Linked DNA regions of Mus musculus: all the other regions are linked to region 1. A link is a contact called in public capture Hi-C and promoter capture Hi-C data. All regions are on one chromosome and are shown on one strand. The core of a region is the stretch at or near the end of the contact, and the rest is flanking DNA. Distances in the headings are between cores, read along the strand shown.

Region 1 (5,020 bases), core at 852-3,351:
CCAGGTTGATATTTTTTTCATCTTCCCGTTTTTAAAACCAACAAGATAAATTGAACAAATATACAAATTGCGCAATCATTAAAACATTTATTTAGTTTGCCTGGAACTCAATCTGTAGACCAGGCTGGCTTCAGACTCATAGAGACCCAGCTGCCTTCTATTCCCAAGCACTGAGATTCAATGTGTGCACTTGGCACCTCTGAAACTTTTAATAGGCATCTAACAGTATGCTTGAATCAGCTAGCTCTAGCTATGGTCCAAATCACTATTTATTCTTAAAAAAAAAAAAAAAAAAAAAAAAGAGCCTCAAATGGTTTGAACTCAATGATGGTGTGTTTGAGCCAGTAGTCTAGTTATATAAATATGATGCTCTAAAGCTTTGCAAATTAAAACTCACCAAGGGTCTTCTGTACAGTGAGAGGAATGCAGTATATGGACTCAAGAAGTTGCTTAGACAATAATGTTCAAAATAGTAGGACAGTTGGGGTACTTTTCCCAAGCCACCAGAATCGTGAACACCTTTTATAGGAAATGTCTCATAGGATTCAGACTTCTCAAGTAAAGGTTATAGAGACCAATGGAGCAAGGTAGGTGAGCTCCAGGCAGGAACCCCAAGAATTAGAGCCTCCCACTACTGAGCCTCACTACACCCTTCTCTGTAAAGTGAATGAGTCTGATGCCCGACCCTTGGGCTCACTCAAGGACTTTCTGTATGGGTGCTCAGGGTCCCAGTGCAGCTTGTGGAGACTCCTAGCTCTCAGAAGGGGTGTGCTCCCCCAACTATTCGCTTATCCCAACTATTCATTTATTACAGTGGTGGAGACCAAGCCTAGGGCTTTGCCAATGCTCCACAAACAACAACCACCAAGCTATTGAATTCTGAAGACTGGATTCTAGTTTAGGCCGATCATCCGTGAAAGGAAGTCATCCCGTTTTCTAAGCCAAACTGAATTCACATTATCAGATATTTTCAAACTAATTCTTGTACTTTGCACAGCCCGAAGCGTTGCAGAAGCTAGGCCAAAGGTGAGCCACATGCTGCCTGAATTTGAGTTTTCACCAGCTACCTGGTTTAGGACAAAAATATCATTTGGGGCCATTTATTTAAGCAAATGGATTCCCCTCTACCCTTCTACCAAAAGTTTACTTCCAAACCAGGAACAGAAATCCAAGCAACCTTGACGCTGTTTGAAGGCATAAAAAAGCTTAGGGAGAACCGACCAACCCGCTCTTACGCTCTTACGCAGGGTAACTAGGTCAGCTCATTGCTCCAGGGAACCCCAACTGTAACTCAAACACAGAATTAACTCTAGTCCTATATTCTATGCAAATGCATTTCTCGCTACAGTTTTCATCTTCTAAAATGCAGATTTGACTTGAGGAACAAAGGTGCTTCCTCAGCATTCTTAGCATCTTCCCAGACTACCTTGCAATTTGGTGCTGTTAGCTGAAAACCACACCTGATAACAAAAGCCAAGCAGTAGCTCTGTTGTTTTTGGCGGCTTCTGCATCTTCTCCTATTTTTGCGAAGTTGGGGGAAATGGATTTTATGCAAATCCAAACAACTGATGATGAGTTCGTTGATCTAGATGAGTAAAGAGATGCTGTGGGAGGGAACAGAGTTTTACATCTCTAAGAACTGAAGACTCCTGGATGATCTTTGTCAAGGCATCTTATAGAGGGACAGGGTCAAGAGAAAGGAGAGAAAATTATCCAAAGTCTCATTTCTCAGAAACGGACTTTCTGAAGTTTTCTCAGTGTCCCGCAATGGGGCTAGCGCTGGGAAAGGTGCCCGGAGCCCCTACCTGAGTTCCTGAGCTTCTTGTTGCGGTACACAGACAGGATGACCAGCAGGTTGCCCAGAATGTCCACCACGATGGTAAAGATGAGGATGAAGGCCAGTGTAGAGGCCAGCCAGGACGGTCGTGGTCTCCCTCCCTCCCCGCCGCCTGGAGCCTGCTGAGTGGCATTGAGCAGCTCGCTGACATTGCCCTTCATGGTCCCCTGGGTGCCTCACCGCAGCACAGCCAGGGCCATTGTCCTGTCGCCCCGGAGCCCTCAACTGCTCAGCTCTGCTCGAGCCCTCTCCGCCACTTTTTATGGCCCTCCCGCGTCTACTTTGCATCCTTATGATTGCTTCGCGGCTGTCCTGCCCACTCCAGCCCCTCCCGGTGGTAGGACACCCTCTCTGCACTTGGCCACTGCCGCCTGCTGACACCTGCTGTCCACTGCCCAGCAACTTGGACTCGGAGGTCCCACAGTGCGTGCACGTTGCGCCCCCGTGTGGCGAGACTCGGTGAGACACGTGGAGGCATCAAGTGGAGGGAAACTTGCACCCTGGAAGGCCTCGATTCACGAACTTGAATCCTAACCAGGACTAGATGCCCTGGATGTCTTATCCGGAAAATGAAGATGAAAATAGAATCTAACTCATCAACTTTAATAGTCAATGATGTGTAAAAATAAAGTAATAATGATATTAAATCACACCCTTTCCGTCTGGCATAGCACGATTTAATGTCTGTTCTGGGTGTTTCTGGCAATTAAACGAAACAAAATGTAAATATTTGCAGATGACAGGTGTATATGTTCTTTTGAAACTATCAGTGAAAACAGAAACTTGAGATAATAGAAGCAGACGTAGAACCACAGTGTAAGATTTCTGGGAAGTGCATTAGCCAGCTCTGTACAGAATGGAACAAAACCCCAAAACTTTCTTCAACATGGGGAAGGAGACTTACACAAAACATATGATGTTCTCATATTGAACACTTAAATTTTCATGCTCTCCATATATTTTATGGCTGTCCAATTCCTAAGCATTTCCAAAGTCCCTTTGAAAGAGTGAAGAAAAATGAAGAAAATACATTTTAAGAAGATGAATACCAGAAAAGCATGACATGACAATATTAAAATCTGTATTAAAATTAAACAATGTGTCGTAGCTCTGGAGGCTGAGGCAGGAGAATCAACACCAGTTTGGGGGCATCTTGAGCTGTGTGGTCAATCAGTGTTGCTGTATAAAATCCTGTCTCAACAAATCATATTAAGTAAAATGGTTGTGTTCATCAATAATTTCAAGAAGAAATGCAATGCAGAATTGAGGGGCCTGAGCGTGTGGCTCTGTCGTTAGGGCTCCTGTGCAGCATTTGCAAAATCTTAGACTCCATTTCTAGTGCTGTATAAACTGGATGTGGCACCTCAGTCACGTAACCCCAGCACCCAGGAGGGAAGGCAAAGGATCAGAGGTTCAAGGTCATCCTCCGCTGTTCAGGACAAACCTGGGATGTGCGAGATTTCATCTAAACCGAGAATAAAGCACAGAATTAAGAAGGTTAATGTTTTAAATTAGCAATGAGGGAAATCGGTGATGGACAGGAAGATATGTTTAAGGGAATGTGGGTAAGTGAGTCTCTAAACTTGAGGTAAGGAAGGGCCCCCTCACTAAGTGAGCATGAGAGGGAGAGTGGGACCGAACCCCATCATCGTGAGCATAGAAAAGACCCATGAGCTTAGGTCATCAACTGACCTAGGGCTCTCTGCACAGCCCTGGGAGAGCTTTTTCAAATGGGCAGTCTTACACGATGTTAATCTGACAGGGTTTGACACTGTGAGGGCCATATGTTGGCTGAAACCCTGCAACACTGGCCAGTGAAGTAACGTGCAGAGGTATGCAATCAGTCATGAGTGAAAACAGGTTTTGAACTTGAGTCCCCCTGAGTCCACAGCTCCAAACCTCATTTCTAAGTGACTGTGTTTCTCAATAGACCGGTATTGGCCACAGAAATGTTTGACACCTATAATAAGAAAAACATAACATAAACTATATAAAACAGGAGATGATATATGGTATAGCAATACAATATATGATATGATATATATGATATATGACATGATGTATATTGTTGATATATGACATGATATATGTATGTGAATATATGATGTAACAATGAAGCATTGTAATGCAATGTAACGAGTGTAACATTTTTGAGTGAGTGTGGGTAAAAATAATGGCAAGATGACTAGGGCTCATAATTAGAAATAATTAAAACTGGAAATTGAGAATTAGAGGGTGTCACTGGTGTATAGTATATGTTTAGCATACCTAAAGCCCTGGGTTTAGTTCCTGGTACCACTACTCAAAATCAAAAAGGCTCAATTTGGGGGTAAATACACAAAGCTTTTTCCTCCATTTTCTCTCTGAAGTCCTTGTAAATTGTATATTTTTAAAAAAACCAAAACTGGGCTAACAAGACGGCCCAATGGCTCAACTTGCTAAGTTTGAGACCTAAGTTCCTTTCCCACATTTCATTAAAAATCAATTTTTTTTCTCATCTAATACATCCTGATTATGGTTTTTGTTCCCTTTACTTGTCCCAGTTCCTCCCATCCCAGCCCCTTTTTGAAAGTCCTGAGTTCTTATCTCCAGATCCCACACAGACATGCCTCTGTGTCCCGATGGGGAGCAGAGAGGAACAGTTATAAGTCCAAAGCCCGGTGTTTCCAACACGGACCAATAAAGACTGCCTCAAACAAGGCAGAAGGCAAGGACTCACACCCAAGGCCCAAGGTTGTTCTCTGACACATGTGCCTTGGCTGTCTCTCTCTCTGTCTCTCTGTCTCTCTGTCTCTCTGTCTCTCTCTCTCTCTCTCTCTCTCACACACACACACACACACACACACATACACACACACCTAGTAAGCCTGAAAAGTGGGGCCCACAAGAGAGCTGATTTTTCAGTTATGGTTTACAGTAAGAGCTGCAGTGGACAAGAACAGCTTAAAGATGGACTTGTGATCTTTGTGGGAACTGCTACAAGACATAGCTCCTGCACTCTCCATGCAACTCCTGAGACTGACCTGGAAAGAATGCCTGAGCTCAAAGCAGACCCAGAAGTGCTTTATCTCAGAGGAGGGCTGGATCTCCAGTGGCATGCTGGGAAAGGAATGAGGTCTCCTGGTAGGACAAGAGCATTTGTCTATCACAGTAGCTAACAGAGAAAGATACATTCTTTTTTTC
Region 2 (5,020 bases), core at 1,163-3,662, 980 kb after region 1:
TTTATAACCATTTTGATTCAAACCCATTCACTTATTCAACAAACATTTACAAATCACATGTCAATAGAGCATACTTTACTGGCAGGTCCTATTTGAAACAACAAGGATACAACGTAGTATATATTTTCAAGCTTGTGCCTGAAGGGAGTTTTCAGTTTGGGCCCATGATAGGGGCCACTGGAAGCAACACAGCAGGACAAAGACAAAGAAAGTATGACTATTCCTATTACATGGTTAACTGCAGCAGGGTTGGAGTTACTGCAACCTTGCTATTTGCAGTATGGTGGTCAGAAATTGGTGTGAAAACAAAAACAATCTGCTGCCCTTATATCTGTTTCCCAACTTCTCCACATGCTAACAGCCAGGGATGGGAAACCTCAAACCAGCTATGAGTCATGGTGGATAAAATTCCCAATGTCTATATTTGTCTATTGTGGAATAAACTGTCTTTTCTAAATATATGCCTTACCACTTCCCATTACCCAAATTCCACAGCACATATTTCTGCTGGGAAAACAGAACGGAAACCATTTTGTCTACAGAAAGTCTGTGTTCCTGTTTCACTTGGACCTAGAGCTGATCCAAAGACTAAAACTAACAGTCTTAGTGACAGGATAGAAATTGACAAGTACTTGCTATGTTTCCATAAAAGCAAGATTGACACAGTGAAATTAGGAAGGATTGAACACAGTTCAACATTTAGGTTTTAGAAACAACAGCAGTGGTTTTTTAAAGGTGCTTTTGCTCCATATCATGGCATCTAATATTGATCCATGGTTTCTTAAAAGCTGAAAATATTCATTACTTAATGATCATGCATAGTTTTCTGTCAATTATAGACTTAGATAATATCATGTGAGAGGACACTTTTAAATCTGTATTAGGTTGTTGTCTTCTTGGTGCAAATACAGTTTCACTTGCCTTTCCATCCTACCCCCCCACCCCATTTGTGGCACACAGTCAAAAGATCTGTTTATTCACTGAATATATTGGAATATCTGGCTGTAATAATGAAGTATTTTGTATGCATAAAGTAAAAATCTGCATCCTTGTGGGCTGCAATGCTTAGGCACATTAACAAAGCTCTTTCACATTTAGAGATTGCACCAGAGTGTGTCCATTGGACTATGACCAAGGAGGACTGAATGCTTTTAAGCCAACAGCCTACAAGGAATTATTCTATGAAACGGAGTGTTTCTAATCTTGGAGAAAAGGAGCTTTGGGGGAAACGATTGGTGCATTGAAATCCATGAGAAGCTTTTATACAGAACCCAATTAGATTCCTTGTAGCTCTGGACAGAGGAAGCAGAGTCACTGGGTACAGGCAGATTTTGGCTCCAACCATGCAAATAATCTAAAGTAAAATGGACTTGCTCCTAAATAAAGATGCCCATCACCAGAAGAGGTAAAGTCAAACCTGGATCACTATCCTTTTAGAAATGCCATCACAGATGGCAAATTCTCATGAGTGTGTGTGTGTGTGTGTGTGTGTGTGTGTTGGGGCTCTAATCTTCTACCCAATGCTGATCAGCTGATGCTATTGCCCTGCAAGCCACAGCCTCTGGAAACAATTTTATTTTAAGGAGAAGAATTACTTCTTCAGACCATTGTTTTTGGATATTTTCCCATCTGAATACTGTTCCTTTGACCTAACCATAACATTCCACTGAGTGATATTCATACTTGGATTTTGTTGCTGATTTTAGGAAATATGGTGAGCTGTCAGCATTTCTAGGTGGTAAAAGAGGCTACTACACCATCCTGCTCAAATTTCTCTAGTCATTTCCTGTCACACTGCTATCTAAGCATGCCAAATGAGGCAGGGTTCTATGAATTCAACTCCTGTCCACAGATAAGCTTCTTTGTCACAGACCATAACCTCTAGAGGCGAAAATAATGTTCTTTTGGCATCTGCTAGTGTCTTATTTCTCAAGCATAGATTGATTCACTCATTTCTTCAACACAAATTCACTTGCTAATATTTATTGAGCTTAAGTCTAAGCATATAATGCCAAATAGGATGTCCAACCCTCCATGAAATGCCAGATTAGGTCCAAATCATTCCAACACACTGTGACATCCACTTAACATAATTTGTGCAAGATCGTAAAGTAGCTAAAACTGTAAAGCTGCCCATTGTGGGTTGAGTCAAAAGGATTCCACACAGTAAGCCTTGAAGTGAATCTTGAATGATACAGTGCCATATAGTAGTCAGTTACTAAAGGCCATTTTGCATAGAGGAAAAGGGACAACTTCATAGAAGGGTATTATCATAGATGTTTCAGTAAATAAGGATTCAAAAGTTAAAGTCACAGAATTCATTGGGAGTTGACAGGGGCTGGGATGCCCTGAGGAAGTTCAGTGGGTCTGCAGCAGTCCTCTGCTTTGGAGATGTTCTTGGAGAGATACACCATTACAGCAGCCCTATATTCAAATCTCTACTTCTCCCTCTGGGATCTCTTTATGCTCCAGTTTCCTTCACCTGTGGCTTTGAGAGATTTTTTTGAGAGACTCCATCTGGAAAACTCATGCAATGTTGTCCTAATTGCCTTCCCAGTAGAACCTTTCCCCGCAAAACAGTCTTCCTTCAGACGAAAAGAAATTCCTGTTAAGGTAAATTGAAATACAAACCAGGCCTGAAAAACCCCTGTGTAGCTAACAAGACCTTACATGCAATCTTAACTTGGCTTAATTTGCAAACACATACAAATTTTAACTTGAGTTATGTAATGTCAGGACCTATATTAAAGAAAAACATAACTTACACTCAACCAATGTGAAGCAGTCGACTGAGTTATAATAACATAACTAGAAACTTCCCAGAGGGGTAGACTATGTGAATCAAACTTTAGAGTCAATCAAATGTTTTCTTGTGTGGCTTCCATATTCATCTTATAAAAACTTCTCCTCCCCAACCTTCAGGGAACTTCAACTTCTGATTTGGAGTTTCTCAATTCAATAGTTTTTATTTGCTCAGATAACTTCTTTAACATTGTAGCATGGCTCAGTTTACATTTTAAATTCCAAAAGGAAGACATACAATGTAAGTGAGACAAGAAAAAAAAAAACTCATCGCTGAGGTGAGGTATCCAGTATGGATTTAAAAACTACTACTGAGCAGATTAGAGCATTTTGTTCTAAAATAGGTCATCTTAATATGAGAATGACTTGAAATTTGATGTGTCGAGAACTACATATGTTTATTCTTTGACTACATTGATCCTATCAAGATAATTATTACATTTCTTAAATTCTAAAGTAGGTCTTAATTGTAGGATTAAGACTTTGATTTAGACAGCTTCAATTTGTAATTTTAGATTGCTTTATTAATCTTCTAAGGGACTGTGAAAAGAAATAAACAAAAATCCAAGAGAAGGAAGAATGAATGTGTGAACATTACTAAAATCAATATATATTTGATTTCTAAAACATAAGTTTATTGAAGTTCTGGCAAATATGATGAGTGTTTCCTACATATTTCCTTCATATTCATTATGTCCTCTCTCCACTTTAACCACCAAGAGCCTCTTACTTTTTCCAGTGATATTATAAAATGACAAATTTCATTTCATTAAAAGTAGGTAGTGTGCCCAGATGTATGAATGGGGAAGAGAAGATGAGGCCAGGGTTGACCCAGGTGGACAGAGGTGGATGCAGAGGACCAGAACTGCTGAGAATAAAGAATAAATTATTGAGAGCTTGCCTGAACTGCCATTTGAAGTATGAGGAATATCATGGAAGAGGACTGGAAAGAATACAAAAGTCAGAAGATAGGGGGAAAATGTGTAAAGTGCCATCCATTTTAAAAATGACGCAATCATGAATCTTGAACTCATAGGAGCTGCTGTTACCTACACTGGGCCTGTGCAAGTGTGGTCCTGTCAACAATTAGTTATATTGGGGGGGGATATATATGGCTACTAAAAGATTCTGGGAAAGATAGACTCACTGTCTACAGTTGTGTATCTGCTGGTGAGCTCATCAGACTGCAAAGGATAATTTTTCTTAATTCTTTTTTTTATTAGATATTTTCTTTATATACATTTCAAATGCTATCCCAAAAGTTCCCTATACCCTCTTTCTGCCCTGCTCCACTACCCACCGACTCTCGCATCTTGGCCCTGGCATTCCCCTGTACTGGGGCATATAAAGTTTGCAATAGCAAGGGACCTCTCTTGTCAGTGATGGCCAACTAGGCCATCTTCTGCTACATATGCAGCTAGATATATGAGCTCTGGGGGTACTGGTTAGTTCATATTGTTGTTCCACCTATAGGGTTGCAGACCCCTTCAGCTCCTTGGGTGCTTTCTCTAGCTTCTCCATTGGGGGTCCTACAATTGAGTACTACTCAGCTATTAAAAACAATGGATTTATGAAATTCTTGGACAAATGGATGTATCTGGAGGATATCATCCTTAGTGGGGTAACCCAATCACAAAAGAAGTCATTAGATATGCACTTACTGATAAGTGGATATAAGCCCAGAAACATAGAGCACCCAATATACAATTTGCAAAACACAAGAAAATCAAGAAGAGGAAAGACCAATGGGTGGATACTTCATTCCTCCTTAGACTAGGGAACAAAATACCCATGAAAGGAGTTCCAGAGACAAAGTTTGGAGCTAAGACGAAAGGATGAAATATCCAGAGAATACTCCACCCGGGAATCCATCCCATAATCAGCCACCAAACCCAGACACTATTGCATATGCCAGAAAGATTTTACTGAAGGGACCCTGTTATAGCTGCCTTGTATGAGGCTATGCCAGTGCCTGGCAAATACAGATGTGGATGCTCGCAAGGGATAATTTAAGTGCTATAGTCAGGCAGCCTACCTTGGTTAAACTCAATGAGTCGCGGAACAAACAAAAAGAAACAAACCCAGAAAAGGCCTTTATTTGTAGGGGAGAGAAGAAGAAGGCAGGGGCATGAGGTGAGAGTAATTAAAATACATCTAATACATGTTTCAAAATTTCAAAGAACAAGTTTAATCATAATAAAAACAATATGATAAAGCA
Region 3 (5,020 bases), core at 876-3,375, 940 kb before region 1:
GTGAGAGCACACAGAAGGTCTTTCTCTCTACCTACAGAGCTATCCCACTACGATGTGGATAAATAAGGAAATGGTCTCCTCATGCTGTATAGGATATATGAGAAGGTACTTTTCATACCCAATAATCAGGGACTTCAATTATTGTTCCTATGCAAATAGCTTGTTAATGATACTACATATTACAAATAAAACCACAAAATTTACAGTATAGAGATGGATTTTTCAAAATGACACCTTTAGAATAATTTTTCTGAAGAAGGTTCAGATGTCTCCTTAATCTTATATCTGTGGGCCACAACCACAGCCTATGTGATTTCGCAGAATTTCTCTGACATAACAGTGTAAGAGACTCATTTGAAAGTTTGCGGGGACCATCTTCTGCCTCTGCTTTGTGTGTGTGATGCGCAGATGGAACCTAGGGTCTTATCAACCCTATTCAACTACTTTACTAGTACACTAACAGCCCCAACAATTAATCCTAAGAATACAATTATACCAAGAAGAGGAGGAGGAAGAAGGAGGAGGAGGAGGAGGAAGGGAAGGGGAAGAAGAAGGGGAAGAAGAAGGGGAAGAAGAAGAAGAAGAAGAAGAAGAAGAGGAGGAGGAGGAGGAGGAGGAGGAGGAGGAGGAGGAGGAGGAGGAGGAAGAAGAGGAAGAACTATTGTTACCTCTTCAAAATAGAGTTGGCCTCTTAGAAAATATGCCATAGCATCCCCTCTTCTTATTCTTTCTTTCAGGAACTGCAATGCTGTATCCACCAAATTAGCGTGGAGGTAATAATCTGATTCAGAAAGGCAAAAACGGTGTTAGTTATATAACGTGCAGGTTCTCTCGTGAAGCCACACGTAACGTAGAATTCATTAGATGCTGTTAATCTCAGTTTCTTTCCAACTTCTCATCCCTAAAGCTTAGCTCAGAGAAAGAACATAACCTAAGCAGAGTCATGATCACAGCACCAACACACACCTGGCATAATCAAGAAGTGTTTATTGTGCTTGGGTGAGGGTTCACTGCCGGGTAGGCACTCCAATGCAGTCTCTGCATGCACTGGGCAAAGCTGTCTGTGAATGAGTTAAACTCTTAGCCTGAGCCATGTTAGGACTACTAATCAAATGGGCTGGCCATCTCCAGTTTAGTTTTTACAAGCTTATGTAAAAATAGCTTTCAGTATCCATTTGAAGTAAAGCGCAGCGTTGCGCTCTCTGAGGGAAGCAACATCTGGCGTCTCTTTTTTAGAACGAATCCCTAAGTGCTGGGGGGGGGAGGGGTGAAAATGTAATCAGGCTTGAATTGTGAAACACCTCCAGGATCAGCTTGCTGTCTGAGTAAGAAGGTCACTAATCTCCAGGAAAGCCAGAAAGGAGTATAACATTAACTACCTCCTGGAAACCAGTGGCATGGGTTTTTGTTTGTTTGTTTTGTTTATTCTAAGCTTACATGGAATTTCAGTAAAAATAGTTTCCAAGCAAGAATTAACTATTCAGATGTATACCGGGCTTTTCCTTCTTCCACTGGAAGAATTTCTGTTGTTTGGCAGCATACTGAGACAGAGAGAAAGGGTTTTTGGGCAACTTCTCGCTGCTCAGCTTCATCCTGTCTCCACAATGTGGGTCCTGTTAAGGAAGAACACATAGGTGGTTACAATTTCTCCTCCCGGGAAAGCACCAAGGGAGACTTCACTCCCCATCACAGAAGCATCTGCCCCACATTGCCTGGCCAAGGGACCCTGAGCTAGCAACAAATCCCGACTGGCTAAGGATTCACACATGGCAGGGGGCGTCCTGTCATTCCCAACTGCTGCCACTCAGTGGCAACAGACTACACCGCTCACAGTCGCTGCTCCTGTCACGGAGGACTTTCCTGTCGCCCTTTAACTGAAACTGGCCAGAGTAATCCGTTTCGGATGACAGGATGCGTCTGTTTTACCTGGGAATACACTGTGTTTTAGCTCTGTTGCTCAGTCTTCTCTTCCAGTCTGTACTGGATTGCCATGTTACCAGATGGACCACTGCTGCATGGTAAATCAGAGCCTTCATATAAAATGTAGGGGCCACCTCATTTGGGTTGAAGGAGTCCAGGTTGGCCTAAGCTGAGAGTAGTGAAGACAGCAAACTCTGTTGTTGCTATGCTTTTTTTTTTTTCTTTCTGTTTTGGTCTTTGACATTCTACTGGTTCAACTTACTTCCACCAATCAGGAGCCAGCGCCCAGGCCAGGTCTCTCTGATTGGTGGTCTACAGAAGTTCTTAAGAGAAGCTTTGTGTGATTGGAAAGCTGCATTTACATACTTACAGGATACTATTTTAGGCAACACGCTGCTTCATTGGATGAGAGTGGAACTCAAAAAAAAAAAAAAAAAAAGACATGGTTTACTAAGTCAGCAAAAAATAAAAATAAAATAAAATCACTGAAATGTCTGTATGTGGGAGGAGTTAATTAAGAGCTAATTTCTTTATCTGTAGTTTGAAATAAAGGTTCTTAAAGTGTCCTTTCCTTGATATACAAAGTTAATGGGCCCAGCATGGTGGCGAAATGTCTTTAATTCTGGCACTCAGGAGGCTGAGGTTAGCAGATCTCTGCTAGTACAAGGCAGCCTGGACGAAATAGTGAGACCCTGTCCACAACCAGACAAAAAACAAAGTTGCTGGTTACTGGGTTGGAGATGTGGTTTCAGCAGTTAAGAGCATCAGGGTTTAGTTCCCAGCACACCACAGGGCATCTCACAACTGTCTGTAACACAGTTCCTGGGGATTGGATGCCCTCTTCTGACTTATTCAGTCACTAGACACATGTGCCTAGTGTACATGTACACACATGTATCTCTCTAGTGATACACATACACACATGCAGTCAAACCACTCATACACATAAAAATAGAAAGAAATTAATTAAAACAAAACAACAACAACAACAAAAAAAAACAAGTCAAAGTGTTTCCAGAGGATCTGAACTTGGTTCCCAGAAGCCACCTTGAGTGGGTCCCAACCACCTGTAGCTCCAGCTCTAGAGAGTGACCACCCACTTCTCGGCTCTGCTGGCACCCCTCACATGGGACATATATGCATGCAGACACACATACACATACTCATAAGAATAAATCTTTAAAAAGTAAAGTAATTGGATTATGTATATTGCAAAATCTAAGTTTCCACTAAAGAATATAAAGTTCCCAATGAACGAAGCCACATGTGTAAGATATATAGAAGAAAGCAATCCAAATATGACAGCCTACTGTCAACCACCACTCACAAACTAGATGAAAAGATGTTATTTCTCTGAAGACATTAATACAGTGTGCTACTATCTAACAAGGTTTAGAGCAGAGGTTCTCAACCTTCCTAATGCTGTGGCCCTTTAATACAGGTCCTCATATTGTGGTGACCCCTCCAACCATAACATTATTTCTTTGCTACTCCGTAACTATAGTTTTGATAACTGCTATAAATTGTAATGTAAGTATCTGGTATGTAACCCCAAGGGCTCATGGTACATGGGTTGAGGACCACTGGATTAGAGAAACCTCAGAAAACTCAAGGAACGGCATCAGATATGAAACAAAGCATAAACAGCATTTACAGAAACAACACAAACCTCATTTAAACTCATGTTGTTGTTTTCTGGCTACAATACTGCACATGGTTTCTGTCGTTTTAGCGACTTAAAAAGAAGTATTTCAGCCAGGCGTGGTGGCGAACACCTTTAATCCCAGCACTCAGGAGGCAGAGGCAGGCAGATTTCTGAGTTCGAGGCCAGCCTGGTCTACAAAGTAAGTTCCAGGACAGCCAGGGCTACACAGAGAAACCCTGTCTCGAAAAACCAAAAAAAAAAAAAAAAACCAAAAAAAAAAAAAAAAAAGTAGTATTTCACAGGGTCTGAAAGAGAAGAATTCACTCAGCTTCTACGAAATGTCAGGTTTTGGGTTTTTTTTCTAGGTGCTATATAAGTACTGATTCCTATAATACTTGAGGAAATAGAGATCGTTATGAGCACTGTTGAATACAGGCGGAGCCTGTCAGAGCAGAGAGCTGATGTACCTGATCTCAAAGGGCTGGTTAGCAAGGGCACCCTATCCACCTATGTGTCATTTTGTTTTATCTCTTAAAACAACAAGCCAAGCAAATGTCATTTTTAATGTGTTAGAAATGTGTGTCTTCTACTTTAAGAAGATGGTCATTCTGAACACACTGGCTCTGCAGTCTGTAGAAGTCCGTGCTACATCCTCTCACGTTTGTCCCCTGGAACAGGGCTGACAACCCGTGCTGCCAACACATGCCTCTTGGAGGAGAAACAAAGGTACTATGAAAGTGAGCCTGCTGCTTGCTTGGGGATTTTCTCTGAACTCCTGGCCCCCTGTCCCGTACTGTTCATTGCAGCTGCCTTCCTTACTTTTTGACTTTAATCCATCTCTCTGAATTGTCTCATAATAGCTATCAATGTTCTCCCACCCCAAGGCCTGATCATGGTCCCTATAGTCACGAGGCTGTCTCTAGGAGAGCTGTTTTCTGAGGGGTCATTTCTGCTCTGATTTCTAGCAGGAAGGGCCGCTAGAAGACGGTAATTCAGGTTTAGTACTTTATAAGATGAGGAAAGAGAACTTAGAAGAGATTTAAAATGTGAGGTTATATATTTATTCTGCCAAATTTTGACATTAAGCATAAAAATCAGCAGAAGCATCCAGCAGTGTGCCTACTATGTTGTGAACCTGGAACATCCTGTTGTAGAAACTGGGCATTCACTCATAGCATAATCAGAAAAGAATCCATGGTTTTGAATTGTTTCATAATATTTATTTATTTATTTATTTATTTATTTATTTATTTGTGTGTGTGTGTGTGTGTGTGTGTGTTCATGCATGAGTGCAGAGGGCAGAGAACAAGCTGTAGGAGGTCAGCTTTCCCCCCACTTCTACCATGTGGGACCTGGGGTCAAACTCAGATGCTAAAGGCTTGGCACTAAGTTCTCTTACCCCTGAGCATCTCCATAGCCAGAACCTGGGACTTTGTGAGGACTTTGTGGGTGACA
Region 4 (5,020 bases), core at 1,335-3,834, 820 kb before region 1:
CGGGGTAGGGCTGGAGAGAAGAATTCTGGGAGAGAGTGGTGTGTATCAGAAGCACAGCCATGCCAACGAGATCATAAACAGCCCTGAGCTGTGGCATCACTGTCCTTGTATGGAGTGAGAAGAGGAACAGGAGACGCAGGGAAGAAAAGAAGTCAGAACAGAGAGTTAAACAGCCACGCAGAAGAGCCCACCTTCTGTTGTCTAGAAGCTAGTGATGTCACTGAAGGATGCTTAATGGGAAAAATGGACAGCCCACTGCACCTTTCAAAGGCGGATGGTAAGAATATGCAGGGTGACTTGGAGACTATAGGCAGGCTTCTGGGCAGGACGTTATGATATCTTGAATAAAGGCAGCAGCCCGAAGAACAGCGCCACTGACAAATTGCATGTCACTGGGGACAGTGAGGGACATTTTTCTCATGCGTAGACTGAAGTAATAGAATAATATTAAATTTACAAAATGGAATGACTGCCTAGCAGCAGCAGATACTTTTCACTAACACCTCTGAATTTTCACCCAGGTGACTTCTCATGTCTCTGTAATTATTATGAACGTAATATTCTTAATAAGAATCCACAAAGGCATAAAAGCCCAAGTTAAGTGGGCTTGCATTGATTTAACAAGAATCCCTGATATGTATGGCTTTGGGGACAGTCGGGGTGGAACAATTCGGTGGTATCTGTTCCCTAGAAGTTAAAACCATCGGAAAGGTGTATTTTAAATAAATAACATCTGGTTTATTATTGAATCAAGTGCCCACAGTTGTGACACACATTAGCTGAGTTAAAAATCCAAGACAGAATGGCTCTTCAAATAAAAATGTCATGACATCAAATACATGGTCTTTGTAGTCTGAATGCAGATGTAAGATTGCACTAAGATAAATCTTGCTTTAAGTGTCAATGATCCCAAGCTTCAAACATGTGATTCATTAGACAGATATGTTACAGAGTAATAGTAAGATAATTCCTTTATAAATTTTCTCCAAGGGTCTTTATGACATAATCCATTCTTTTGGATTTAATTTAAATATGATGTATTCTTTGTTAGCATTCAAGAGCTTCTGTTACTTAATATGAGCAAGTGGGACCTTATAAACTAGGCATATTTCTTAGAGACAGTGGAAACTGTTTTCTTTGGTAAATCTATAAAAGGAATGGCTTGGCCCACACCATGGAAGCATTTTCTGCTTAATTTACTTAAGAGCATTTCTGGGGGGATGTTTTAATGTCTCATATAAAAACACATGTCAGATGTGTTTACATGTTTTTTTGAAAAATGTAAAACAAAGCTTGAGATGAGCCGTTGTATGCAACCCTATGATACACGCTTTGGGCTTCTTCAAAAGCTTAGGGCGCCACAAATAATATTAATGTGTGTACAGTGCCCTATTCAAAACCTGTGATTGATCAGGTTATAAAGCATGTATTCATAAAATATAGCATGAGCAGAGAAGCATAAAATAAGAAAACCATAACACTTGGAACATAAAATGATAACATTTAAAAGTTTGTGCTTTCACGTTTCGAACGGCTTGCATGAGTAACTGAAAAGATTGCTTTCAAAAGTTGAGGAAGTTATCAACTAGATGCTTAACAATTACTCTAGAAATTTGCTGACAGAAAAGGAACCCTGGGTTTCATTTTTACACCCTCCTTCTTGTTGGGTTCTGCTTAAGATACCCTGGAATAAGGCAGTTTGGTTTTTTGCTACTACAGTCTTCCTTTTTAAAGTTATTAGACTGAGTGGTTGCTCTCTATCAGGTAAACTATAGCCCAGGTTTTCTTTGCAGTTTGAGTTATAGGTAATGCTTCGTCAGCCAAGTTCCAAGCTTTGGAAAAATATTTATCCAAAATGCCTGGAAACGGAGGAATACACATTAGTAATATTTTCCCTGTCTGGCTGATATGAGAGGTTCCGACTTGGCCAGTCCAAGCTGTGCCCTGAGAACAGTACCCTGCTGAAGTTCCCATCCAGGCAAGAAAACTGCTCAGATGCAAGTGTAGAGCCACCAAATAACCACTAGAGTGACACCTCTTTCTTGCTCTCCATATCTGATGTGTGTGTGTGTGTGTGTGTGTGGTGGGGAGCCAAAAGCACCCCTCAGCTATGGAGCCCTCCTCTGAGCCCAGCACTGTCAGTTGACCTTTCTGGCTAATGTGGCTGGGGACCAAGGAAAAGGGATGCAGAGTTTGTGAGCTGCCTTGATTAAATCTCAGAACTGCTTTGCATCCTCCAGCTTGTTGCTGAAGTCTAACTGGGAGCCAGAAGCTCAGGCCCCCGCCAGTGCACCATCCTGCCTCCCTCCCTGGGTCTCTTGGTTTCTCTCTTTAACTCCAGGGCTACTCTCGGATGCCAGGTGACCTGTAGCACAAAATCAGAATGGAAAACACCTACCCTGGTGATGACCAAAGGCTGATTGAAGTCTATGCCCCCAGAGAGTCTGAAGCCCCAGGGCGCAGGACCCGGGAGAACTACGTTCTGGGGCATGGTGCCTTCCCTCGAGTGGGTCCAGCGACGGTGGCTCTGCAAAGCGCTTGTCTCGGAACCGGACAACCTACTTAGCTCCTGGGGCTGCGACCTAACTGGGAATGCTGTCCCGGAGATTTATCCCTGCTGCGAGTGACGTCACTGGCCTCCCCTCTTCCCCGCCCCCTCCCACCAAGGAGAGCTCCAACTTTGGAAGTGAGAGACAGCGCCTGGTCAGAGGCGCTCCCAGCTGGGTGCAGTCGCCCAGACCTCTCCCCGCCCAAGGAGGCTTCGGGTTACAGCTTCCATCATTCCATTAAGTAACACCTGTCCTCCTGTTTATCGTCTACTTGCTCAGCGGTGCACTTTACTGGGAAGTTAAAAGCAATCACACCGCAGCCTCTATGCTTTCAATTAAAATAAAACCCAAGCACAACCAGGCACTTAGGAATTTAGCAGTTTTGTGCACGCGTTGATGTTCTCTCTTAGTATCTAGCTTTGGTCAAGTTAAAGTCTTCATTTCTTTCGGCTGTAAAAACAGGAGTAATTATTGTACTTGTAGGAGTATTGGAAGGATTTGGTGGCAATAAAATGAAATGTTTCTGTGCAGCGCCCCGCACAGCATAAAAAACAAAAAAAGTCGAGTATTTCTATAATTAAAATATATGTTCCCACGCAGATTGTGCTTGTCTTTGTGATACAGAAATGACTTTGTTATCTGTGAAGTTTACGCTCGGAATCACCCCCTCTTTTGCCCTGCTTACCCCTCAATATCTCACCGCGTGCTAAGTACGTTTCGTTTTAAGTTTGGGCTACATTCACAACTATCCCAGCCGCAGGCGGCAGCACACTGCTTAGACTCTGCATGTTGGACACGGCTGTTTAATACATGGAGGCAAGAGTCAGGACGCCTCTCTGGATGCTGCAGCCAAAATGAAGGTGTCTGTGGGAGTGGGAGTAAAGGGGACCCAGAGCAGAGCACTTGCAATAGAGCATTCTGTTCCGATGTACTGGGAGAAAAGAAAAAAGTGATTTAAGAACCCGTAAATGGAAGGAATCCGTCTGGGAAAGTGGAAACGGCAGAAGGTCACCAAGGAGATTTGTTGGTCACCTCTGTGGTCCAGGTGTGGTAATGATTGCTTTACCTGTGTCTTTGTGCCTTTGTTTTGGCTGGTGTCATTTCTCAGGCTGGCGAATAGCTTCTCTGAATTGGAAGAGCTCACATCAAATCCTATAGCTAACAAATGGTAGAAGTAAAATAAACAATCCAGGTTAGCTCAACTCGAGGGTCTGCTTGGACCAGGAGGAGAGGTGTGTGTGTGTGTGTGTGGGGGGGGGGGGTCTGGGTAGCATCCTGGTTTAGATGTAGTGTAGAATCAAGTGTATCTGGTGCTATGGGTTAGGATGCTCTGATTCTTAAGAAGAGAGGCAAGGATGGGGAAAGAGAAGTGTGAATTGCCTAAAACCCGAGAGAAGGGTCTTGGACTTAACGAGCAAGCACAGGGTCATCCTGGCCCAGGAGAGCAGAGCACTTGCAATAGAGCGTTCTGTTTGGACGGTGCTTGGAGCAAAGATAACAGATCCAGGAACCTGTAAATGGAACAAAACAGTCTGGGAAAGCTCAGGGCAGGAATGTCACCAGCCCACCCAGAGCCAGGGATGGCACCACTCCACCCACTGTGCTGGGCTGCCTGGGTCTCAGGGGATAGAAAGGCCAATTTTCTAGATCCAGGTATTTTCCAGTGTCCTACTTTGTTGAATTATCAGTAAAATAAACATAACATGTTCTGTTGATTTTGTCTACTGTGAATAGGTGTATGATTATAGACCACGTTTCCTCTGTCAGTCACTGGCTAGGTTGTTGTACACCCCCACCCTGCCCCACACCTCTGTGTGCACCCACATATACACGCATGCACAGCTACACACACACAGATGTCTGCACACACAAATAACTGTTGCAAAAATAATGAGATGTTGTATAACTGTCATCACCAATTATTTAAACCTATCTCATGATTTGGCTAATAGGTCCGGTTGCCCCCCCCTCACTCTCTTTCTCTCTCCGTATATATATAATCATTGCACCAAATATTTGGTGCCATTAGATCAGAGCTTCTTCAACTTTTTCCATTAATGACTCATTTTTATTCAGGAAATTTGATATGAACCTGAATATACATACATACATACATACATACATACATACATACATGCATACAAACACACATACATATTCCATACATACATATATAGTGGGGGTTGGTTCTAATATTGTTTGTGTTAATTCAGCTCCCCAAATCACACAGGAACCTTCACATCTGTGCTGAGGGTCCCTGCCCACAGTTGGCTCTGACTGGGAAGTACCATTGCCAGTGGCCAGTGGCTGGGCAGGGAGACAGAGGCAGGACTTTTAGGATTCATGGGCAAGAAACACAAGGATTCCACCATGACAAGGGCATAGGAGACAGACCACACAGGGAAGGTGCAGGAGGGAGAGACAGCAGGAATGTAGGTGCAAAGGGGAGAGCAGCCCCAGAGGGCTGCCCT

Evidence for each region. Promoter capture Hi-C pulls out the DNA fragments that hold promoters and counts their contacts. Capture Hi-C pulls out chosen DNA fragments and counts their contacts.
Region 2: a contact with region 1 is called in a promoter capture Hi-C map of the 3T3-L1 cell line, with 3 times the contacts expected there. The contact joins the enhancer-like site here to the promoter of Mtnr1a in region 1. A contact is called at or near these places in 6 of 39 promoter capture datasets (the 3T3-L1 cell line, the C10 cell line, embryonic stem cells and 2 more), 1 of 115 datasets of contacts at active chromatin or transcription factors (pancreatic cancer cells) and 1 of 9 other capture datasets (adipose tissue).
Region 3: a promoter capture Hi-C map of liver shows a contact between it and region 1, with 5 times the contacts expected there. The contact joins the promoter of Lrp2bp here to the promoter of Mtnr1a in region 1. A contact is called at or near these places in 4 of 39 promoter capture datasets (hippocampal neurons, liver and stem cell-derived epiblast-like cells).
Region 4: a contact with region 1 is called in a capture Hi-C map of embryonic stem cells, with 4 times the contacts expected there. The contact joins the promoter of Pdlim3 here to the promoter of Mtnr1a in region 1. A contact is called at or near these places in 1 of 39 promoter capture datasets (hippocampal neurons) and 1 of 9 other capture datasets (embryonic stem cells).

What each region holds. Positions count from the first base shown.
Region 1 is chr8:45,066,188-45,071,207 of GRCm38.p6, reverse strand. It overlaps Mtnr1a (melatonin receptor 1A), which reads right to left and starts at 2,101. Exons shown (of 2, transcript NM_008639.3): 1 at 1,806-2,101. The coding sequence starts at 1,998.
Region 2 is chr8:44,090,398-44,095,417 of GRCm38.p6, reverse strand. No RefSeq gene overlaps it. Among named protein-coding and RNA genes, the nearest start is that of Gm45488, 390 kb to the right of the region's middle. Within about 2 kb of position 2,412, at least 29 of the 459 cell types and tissues checked have an H3K27ac peak or open chromatin away from gene starts, as enhancers often do.
Region 3 is chr8:46,007,707-46,012,726 of GRCm38.p6, reverse strand. Lrp2bp (Lrp2 binding protein) reads right to left here and starts at 2,125. Exons shown (of 9, transcript NM_026278.3): 1 at 1,927-2,125; 2 at 1,493-1,613; 3 at 669-781. The coding sequence starts at 1,592.
Region 4 is chr8:45,883,051-45,888,070 of GRCm38.p6, reverse strand. It overlaps Pdlim3 (PDZ and LIM domain 3), which reads right to left and starts at 2,584. Exons shown (of 8, transcript NM_001374652.2): 1 at 2,399-2,584. The coding sequence starts at 2,491.